2 separate regions of the Sus scrofa genome follow, and region 1 is linked to region 2. A link is a contact called in public Hi-C data. All regions are on one chromosome and are shown on one strand. Each heading gives the region's core, a stretch centred on a gene start, on an enhancer-like site or on the middle of the called end of the contact. The rest is flanking DNA. Distances are from core to core; before and after follow the strand shown.

The links. Hi-C and Micro-C count contacts between places; a contact is called where the count stands out from the background.
Region 1: a Hi-C map of liver shows a contact between it and region 2, with 3 times the contacts expected there. The contact joins the promoter of PPP1R3F here to the promoter of EBP in region 2. A contact is called at or near these places in 2 of 47 Hi-C or Micro-C datasets (heart right ventricle and liver).

The regions. Positions count from the first base shown.
Region 1 is chrX:43,325,404-43,329,756 of Sscrofa11.1, forward strand. PPP1R3F (protein phosphatase 1 regulatory subunit 3F) reads left to right here and starts at 2,796. Exons shown (of 5, transcript XM_003135095.5): 1 at 2,796-3,195; 2 at 3,198-3,870. The coding sequence starts at 2,871. It also overlaps a transcript of FOXP3 not described here.
Region 2 is chrX:42,669,926-42,674,049 of Sscrofa11.1, forward strand. EBP (emopamil binding protein (sterol isomerase)) reads left to right here and starts at 2,134. Exons shown (of 4, transcript NM_001167646.1): 1 at 2,134-2,434. The coding sequence starts at 2,134.

The DNA of each region.
Region 1 (4,353 bases), core at 1,546-4,045, 660 kb after region 2:
CTAGGGAGGAGGGGGTTGGATTAAACAGAGAGATCGGCGAACGTCCCCTGAGAAGGGGGCCTTTGACAGAGACCTGAAGGAAGGAGCCATGCAGATTCTCTGAGTAATTCCAGAGGCAAGAGCCAGCTCAAAGATCCTGATGTGGGAGTGCAACTGACCTGCTCAAGGTCTACTAAAGAGGTCAGTGTGGTTAGAGTGGCGTCAGGCAAGAGGAGGAGGGGTAGGAGGCGAGGTCAGAGAGTAGGCTGGGGAGCGGTCAACCAGGCAGGACCTTGTTTAGCCCATGGTAAGGACTTTGGATTTTACCCTGAGTGAGCAGGAGGCCAGAGGAAGGTTGTGAGCAGAGGAGAGGCGTGAATTGTCTTAAGGATTTCACAGCATCCCTCTGATGGAGTGTAGAATGGACCATAGGAGTGAGGATGGAAGCATGGAGACCAGTGAAAGGGAGGCTACTGGAATAGTCCTGGTGATTGATGGAGAGGGTATATTTGGGAAATATATTGAATGGAGAGCTGACAGGATTTTTTTTTTTTTATGGCTATGGGTGTAGCATATGGAAGTTCCCGGGTCAGGATAGAACCCGAACCTCCCAGGCGACCCCAGTCAGATTATTAACCCACTGTGCCACAACAGGAACTCAAAGCTTTTTTTTTTTTTTTTCCTTTTTCTTTTTAGGGCCGCACCTGTGGCATATGGAAGTTCCCAGGCTAGGGGTCGAATCAGAGCTACAGCAGCTGGCCTACGCCACAGCCACAGCAATGCGTGATTGAAGCCTCGGCTGCGAACTACACCACAGCTCACAGCAAGGCTGGATCCTTAACCCACTGAGCCAGGCTAGGGATGGAACCCGCATCCTCATGGATACTAGCTGGATTCGCTTCTGCTCAGCCATGACGGGAACTCCATATGTTTTTTTTTTTTTTTCTTTTTTTTTTTTAATGGTTGACAGGATTTGTTGAAGGATGAGAGTCTTGGGGCCAGACCAGGACATGGACAATGCCCTAACTCTGGGCAGGAAGGAGTCCCTGGACTACTTACCAGCTTGAACTTTTAGGAGTGAAAACAATAAAGTTCTATCTTGTTTAAGCTCACATTATTTTGTGGGTTCTCCCTGCCTCCTGCTATTTGCAACTATACATAATTGGTTCCTGACCCATGACCCCATTCTGGACACTGAGACCTGAGAAGAGGAGCCCACTGGCGGAAGTGCCTCCTTTCTAGGGATGCTGTGAGTCAGAGCCTTGCATACAGTAGGTGTTTAGAAAATAACCCAGGATGGAGGAGGGAATATATGAATGGCCATGTTCCTACAGGAGGTGGGATCTCGAAGGCAGAGTGGAAAAAGAGAGTGAGAGGACATGAGGAAGCAGAAGGAGTAGCACTCTTAGGAGAGGGAGCAGTAGGAACAGAGACTGGAGACAGAAAGATGGGCGGTGAGGCCACTGTCGGCTATGGCGTTTGAGTCAGGCAAGAATGACAGGGATTTGATCTGTGATAGTCAATGTCTGCCAACATGGCCAACCAACTCCCGGCTGCATACAGTCACGCTCAGAGTTAGAAAAAGCTAATTTTCAAAAAAAAAAAAAAACAAAAAAAAACCCCAAAACCTCAATCTCTCCTTCATTCAACAATGGTGCCAAATCCTGGAGAACACTGAGAATGATAATCAGGGGCATTCTCGGCTAGTGGTACTGCCCAAGCTAAGGTTCGGAGGTGGGCAGGGGAGAACCAGCAACTGTGACCGCAAAGTCCGTTTTGCTTTCTTGATCTCACACTAGGGTACGGTCTAGGTTCTTGGGGGCTCTCGGCATTCACAGCCCTGGGGCAAAAGGGAGTGGTCATGGAGGGTTAAGGAGAAGGTAAAACCATCCACGAGAGGTACACTTTTCCTAAAGGCTGCCTGCACTCTACGGTTCTGTAGCCCGACCACCCTACAACCTAGACTACCTACGCACCATCCTCTCCTCCGGCCTCCTTATTGGCTGCTCATCCTCTCCTTCACACCACCTACAACACCCTCGTTGGCTCTGCTCTTTGCCGTCCCACCTCCGGATCCTTCGGTCCCGCTATGCTTTCTAGCTTTGGTATTGGTTCACCCCGTTCCAGCACCCTTTGACGTCTCAACAGTCTTCACTCTGGCTCCTCCATTGGCTAACCGCCATCTCTCTTTCCTGCTCCCGCCTTCGCCGCCTACCCATTGGCTTTCCCCCTTCAGTCCCGCCTCCCGGGCAACTCACACACCGCCTCTCGGTCACTTCTAGTCTCCGCAGTGGCTAGTTCAGCCCTGGCACCGCCCCTTGAAGGCGTAGTGCACATTCACAGGACTCCTCATTGGCTCGCTGCAGCCATTAGCGTCATCTCTTCCGTACGCCACAGGCGCGCGACTCCCCATTGGCTCTTCGCTGTCTCTAGCTTCCATCCCACCACCTACGCAACCCACGGATCTCCTGCTTTTCTGGTCTCTCCGTTCGCTTCCGCTGCCCCCCATCGCCTGAAACCATTCCATTTTCCCCGGCGCCCATACACCGCTCCCGCTTCCCTATTATCTGTCCTACGACTGCTCTCTTCATCCCGGACCCCGCCCCCCCATTCAGGCCTCCCCATTGATTCCCCGATCATCCCGCCTCCTACACCGCCCACTCTCGGGCATCCCCATTGGCTGCGCGCTTCCCCTGCACGCGCTTCACCGCCTACGTCACGCGTGCGCGGCTCCTCATTGGCTCTCCGCTACACCTGTCTTCGTCTCGCCGCCTACGCCCCCCGTGAGTCGTACCCCCCCGCGCTGGCCTTCCCATTGGCTGCTCGCCCCTTCAGGCCCTGCCCCCGCCGGTCCCGCCGCCGGTGCCGTCGGTGCCGCCGCCGCCGCCGATATGGCGCGCACGGCCCCTGTGGAGCCCCCGCTGCGGCATCCCGCGCCCCCCTCGCCGGCCGCGGGCGAGCCCCGCACCTCAGTCGAGGTAGCGGTGGCCCCGCGGCGGGTGCTGTTCGCCGATGAGGCCCTGGGGCTGCCGCTGGCGCAGCTGCGCCGCTACCGGCCGTGGGGCGGGCCCGGGGCGGGCAAGATGGCGGCGGCGGCCGGGCAAGATGGCGACGGCGGCGGGGCTGACGAGGACGACGATGGCGAGGATGGGGATGAAGGGGAGGAGGAAGAGGAGGCTTGCCCCGAGCCCTCGCCGCTGTGCCCCGTCCCCGCTGGCGGGGGTTTTACCTGGTGCCCACATTTTCGCTGCCGCCCGCGTCAGGCCGTCTGGAGCGCTTGGGGCGCGTCATGGTGGAGCTGGAGGCTCTGTTGCCGCCTCCCGGAGCGGTCCCCGGGGGTGCCGGGGTGTGGGTGCCCGGGGGGCGCCCGCCCGTGCTGCGCGGGTTGGTCCGCGTGCTGAACCGCTCCTTCGAGAAGGCGGTGCACGTGCGGGCCTCACACGACGGCTGGGCTTCCTTCTGCGACCACCCAGCGCGCTACGTCCCGCGCAGCCCGCCATGGGCAGGAACGGGAGGACCAGGAGCAGGAGATCCCATCCTGGATCTGGCCCTTGGCCTGGGCCCCGGCCAGGCGTCCGCCTCCTCGCCCGACGACGGCGGCCGCACCGACCGCTTTGCCTTCCAGCTGCCCTTTGCTGAGGGCGCGGGCGATGGGGCGCGCCTGGACTTCGTGGTGCGCTATGAGACCCCCGAGGGCACTTTCTGGGCCAACAACCACGGCCGCAACTACACAGTCCTGCTCCGGATTGCACCCGCTCCCACACCCACTGATGCCGAAGGGCTGCCCCAGCAGCAGCAGCTGCAGCAGCCGGAGCCACAGCCCGAGTGCCAGGGTCCCGTGGAGGCTGAGGCCAGGCAGCTGAAGAGCTGCATGAAGCCGATGAGGCGCAGGTAATGTCTGCCAGCGCCACCTCCGCCAACGCAGGGCTGTGTCTAGGATGGAGGACAAGCAGTCTGGCCCAGGAACCCCTCAGGCTTGCTCACCAGGACTGGGAGGAGGGCTCATTCAGTCAGTTAGTCAAAGAGTAATGGAGACCAAACGTGTGCTAGGCTGTGTTTTAATTACCGGGGTTTCATTCATGTATTGAATTCCACTGTAGAGCCCTGAACAAGACAGACATCTTCCCTGCCCTCCAGAATCAACAGGCTTTTATGAGAGACTGGAAAAAAAACAACCAGCAGGCGGATGAGCTACATAGGGATAAGGTTAGCTGCTGAGAGGAAAGGAGAATAGGAATAGTTGGGGAGGCAATAGCTGCTTAAGGCAGGGTGTTGGGGGAGGGCCTTTGAGGAAGTAAGTCCTGGATGCTGATTAGCAGAGTTAATGCTCAGGCGTGGGGGGAGAGTTTGTAGAAAAGGGAACAGGGAGGACTT
Region 2 (4,124 bases), core at 884-3,383:
TTAGAGTTAGAGAGTAGGGATTGGCTCTTTAGGGATCCGAGCTGTGTCTGCGATCAACACCACAGCTGACCGGCGACGCCTGATCCCCAACCCACGAGCCACTGAACAAGGCCAGGGATCGAACCCGCATCCTCATGGATACTAGTCGCATTCCTTTCCACTACTCCACAACAGGGAACTCCGGGATTGGCTCTTTAGAGTTGGCACAGGGAGACTGAGAGTCTCCATGCCCATTGGCCAGCAAGGCTGAGGGGCCTGGGTTTTGATTGGTTGTTCTGACTTGAAATGGGGAGAGGTGCAAATGGCTATAGGGCTGAGGAGCAGTGTATAGATTGTGATCTGCCTGCTGCATTCCAGGATTACGATGGAAGTTTGGTCTAGGAAAAAGATCTGATTGCTCCGCCTTTGAAAACGAGGGCAAAGGTGAGAGGACACAATGCAATGCTGATTCAACAGAAGATTGGGGGGAGGATAAACACTCGATTTCCGATGGGATTGATAAGCGGATAGGGAAATTGAAGACGAGACTCGCCGCAGATTGGCTTCCGCCCTAAAACGCCCACCAACCTTGGCCCTCCCCGCCTCTCCCACTCCTGACTGGGTCTCAACCAATAGAGAAAATGGCACCACACATGAGGGCGGGGTCGGAGGCACACAGAGAATTCCTACTGGTTGGGAGCAGCACTGGCCGCCTTGCGAGCCTCTCCATTGGCCAACTCCATAAGGCGAGGAAACCGTGAAGGGATGGGTAAGAATCACGGCTCTCTCGGACCCTGCGAGCTAGCCTAGAGAGACCTGGGAGGCTGTGGGAGAAGCCGCCGCAACCGCGCTGCTGGGTGAGTCCTCTCCGCCAGGACTGCCACTCCATCCCCTAGCTCTTAATTGCCAAATGACCGACCCTCGGCGCGCCTGCGCGAGACCCTTTCTCTCCGCCACCCGCCTGCCAACCCACGCCGTGCCTCCCCGCCCTCCCACGCGCTTGCGCAGGATCCCCGGCTACCGCGCTGTTGTCCGGACGACAGAAGATCCACCTTCTCATTGGGCAGCTGGAGTAGAGGATTCTGGTTTTGATTGGTGGTCTCTGTCTTTGACCCTCCTTTTCCTTTTTAGCGCCCCAAGCTGGGATCCTGTCCTCCACGTTCCTCTTTCTTGCAGGTTGGCTGCGGGTTGCACTCTTTCAGGAGGGATCGGGCAATCCCACACACTGAACCTGAGGGTAGTATTTCTGATTAGTTTTCTCTCTTCTGTCCTGCAGTTGTCAGAACTATGGGGAGGGTAATAGCTGTCCATTGAATGATGCAAGACAGAGACCCCTGCAGTGGGACCTAACCTGGTCGTTGTGTCTCCCCCAGCAGACTGTGACCCTTGAGGGCTGGAACCAGGCCTGGCTCCTTTGTCTCCCCCAGCCGTCTGTGACCTCTAAAAGCGTGGACCAAGCCTGGTTCCTGTGTCTCTCCCCACCAGAGCGTGACCAATGAGGGCTAGGATCTAGTCTGATTCTTGTGTCTGCTCACCAGACTGTGACCAATGAGGGCAGACTAGACCTGGTTCCTGTCTTCCCCTGCAGACTGTAACCAGTGAGGGCTGGGACCTGTTCTGGTTCCTGTGTCCACCACATATGGCTTCCGGAGGGCTGGAACAAACTTTCAGACTTTGCGTGGTCTTCCAGTCATGTTTTTAAAACAGCGTATAATTAATTGAGTCCATTTACATTTCTTATCATAACAGATTGATTTTGTGTGTGTGCGTGTGCTTGTGTGCGTGTGTGTGTCTTTTTAGGGCAGCACTGGCCTCATATGGAATTTCCCAGGCTAGGGGTTGAATTGGAGCTGTAGCTGTCAGCCTGTGCCACAGCCACAGCAATGCGGAGTCTGAGCTGCATCTGCAATCTACACCACAGTTCACAGCAACGTTGGATCCTTAACCCACCGAGCCGGGCCAGGGATCAAACCCACGTCCTCATGGATACTAGACGGGTTCATTACCGCTGAGCCAGAGGGGGAACTCCTAGATTTGATTTTATGATCTCATTCTGTGCTTTCCCTTTGTTTTTTTTTTCCCAGGTTTTTCCTCTTTCTTTGTTCTCCTTTCTACATATCCATACACAGCCCACAGCTGTCAGCCGACAAAGACATGACCACCAACGCCAGCCCCATGCATCCATACTGGCCTCGGCACCTGAGGCTGGACAACTTTGTGCCTAATGACTGCCCCACTTGGCATATCCTGGCTGGCCTCTTCTCCGCCTCTGGAGTCTTAGTCGTCACTACCTGGCTGTTGTCAGGTCGTGCTGCGGTCGTCCCACTGAGCACTTGGCGGAGACTGTCCTTGTGCTGGTTTGCAGTCTGTGGGTTCGTTCACTTGGTGATTGAGGGCTGGTTCTGTCTCTACCACGAGGAGCTTCTTGGAGACCAAGCCTTCTTATCTCAACTCTGTGAGTCCTAAGTTCTTCAGCGTGCTGTGGGAGGGAATTTCCTGGGCAGAGATTGGCTTAGATGGTCACCCACCCACTGACACTTTTCCCATTAATTAAATTTTTTTTTTGGTCTTTTTGCCTTTTCTAGGGCTGCTCTCATGGCACATGGAGGTTCCCAGGCTAGGGGTCGAATCGGAGCTGTAGCTGCCGGCCTACACCAGAGCCACAGCATCGTGGGATCTGAGCCTTGTCTGCGACCTACACCACAGCTCACGGCAACGCCGCGTCCTTAACCCACTGAGCTAGGCCAGGGATTGAACCTGCAACCTCATGGTTCCTAGTCGGATTTGTTAACCACTGCGCCACGACGGGAACTCCCCATTAATATATTTTTAAAATGTATTTAACTTTTTTGTCGCATATATATTCACATGGATCCAAAGCGATTTGGACCCATTTAAAGAAATATGCAGTGAAAATCTATCTACCTTCTATCTACCAAGTTGCCCCCAGTAATTGCTTATATTTCACACACATAAACCTCAGTTTGCTCAACTGTAAAAGAGGGAGAATTGTGGAGTTCCCGTCGTGGCGCAGTGGCTAACAAATCCGACTAGGAACCATGAGGTTTCGGGTTCGATCCCTGCCCTTGCTCAGTGGGTTAGCGATCCAGCGTTGCCGTGAGCTGTGGTGTAGGTTGCAGATGCAGCTCGGATCCTGCGTTGCTGTGGCTCTGGCGTAGGCCGGCGGCTACAGCTCCGATTCGACCCCTAGCCTGGGAACCTCCATATGCCGTGGGAGCAGCCCAAGAAATAGCAAAAAAAAAAAGAGGGAGAATTGTAATATCCAAATACACGTAAGACACTTAGAACAGGGTTTGGCAGGTAGTAGATACCTTATAACTATATCTTTACTTTTTTTTTTTTTTTTAGGGCCACTCTTGTGGCATATGGAGGTTCCCAGTCTAGGGTTCAAATCAGAGGTACAGCTGCCAGCCTACATCACAGCCACAGCAACACAGAATCCAAGCCACGTCTTCGACCTACACCACAGCTCACGACAACACCAGATCCTTAACCCACTGAGCGAAGCCAAGGATCAAACCCGTAACCTCAGGGTTCCTAGTCAGATTCATTTCTGCTGTACCATGACGGGAACTCCTTGTCTTCATCATTTTTATTTTTCTCCTTTTTGTAAATGATAACATGCTATATACACATCTTTTTCTTTTTCCCCTTTTTGTAGGGCCGTACTCAAGGCACATGGAAGTTGCCAGGCTAGGGGTCAAAACAGAGCTGCAACCGCCAGCCCTACGCCATAGCCACAGCAGCACTGTGCGCATTTGCAACCTATACCGCAGCTTGTGGCACTGTTGGATCCTTAACCCACTGAGCGAGGCCAGGGATGGAACTTGCATCCTCATGGTTACTATGTCGGGTTCGTGCCCCACTGAGCCACAATGGAAACTTCACTAGATACACTTTTGAACTTTGCTTTTTTAAAATGCCACTCAAATTCATAAAGAGCTTTGAAAGCATAACTATGACAGAATTAATTTGACTTTTTCAGGATTGATAGGCATCTCCCCCCATCTTTGGCTGTTACAAACACTACTCCTTTTTGACTTCATGAATGAATCTGCTAGAACATTCTACAAGTCTCTCTGTGGACATCTTCTTTCATTTCTCTTGGGTAAATATGGAGGCAT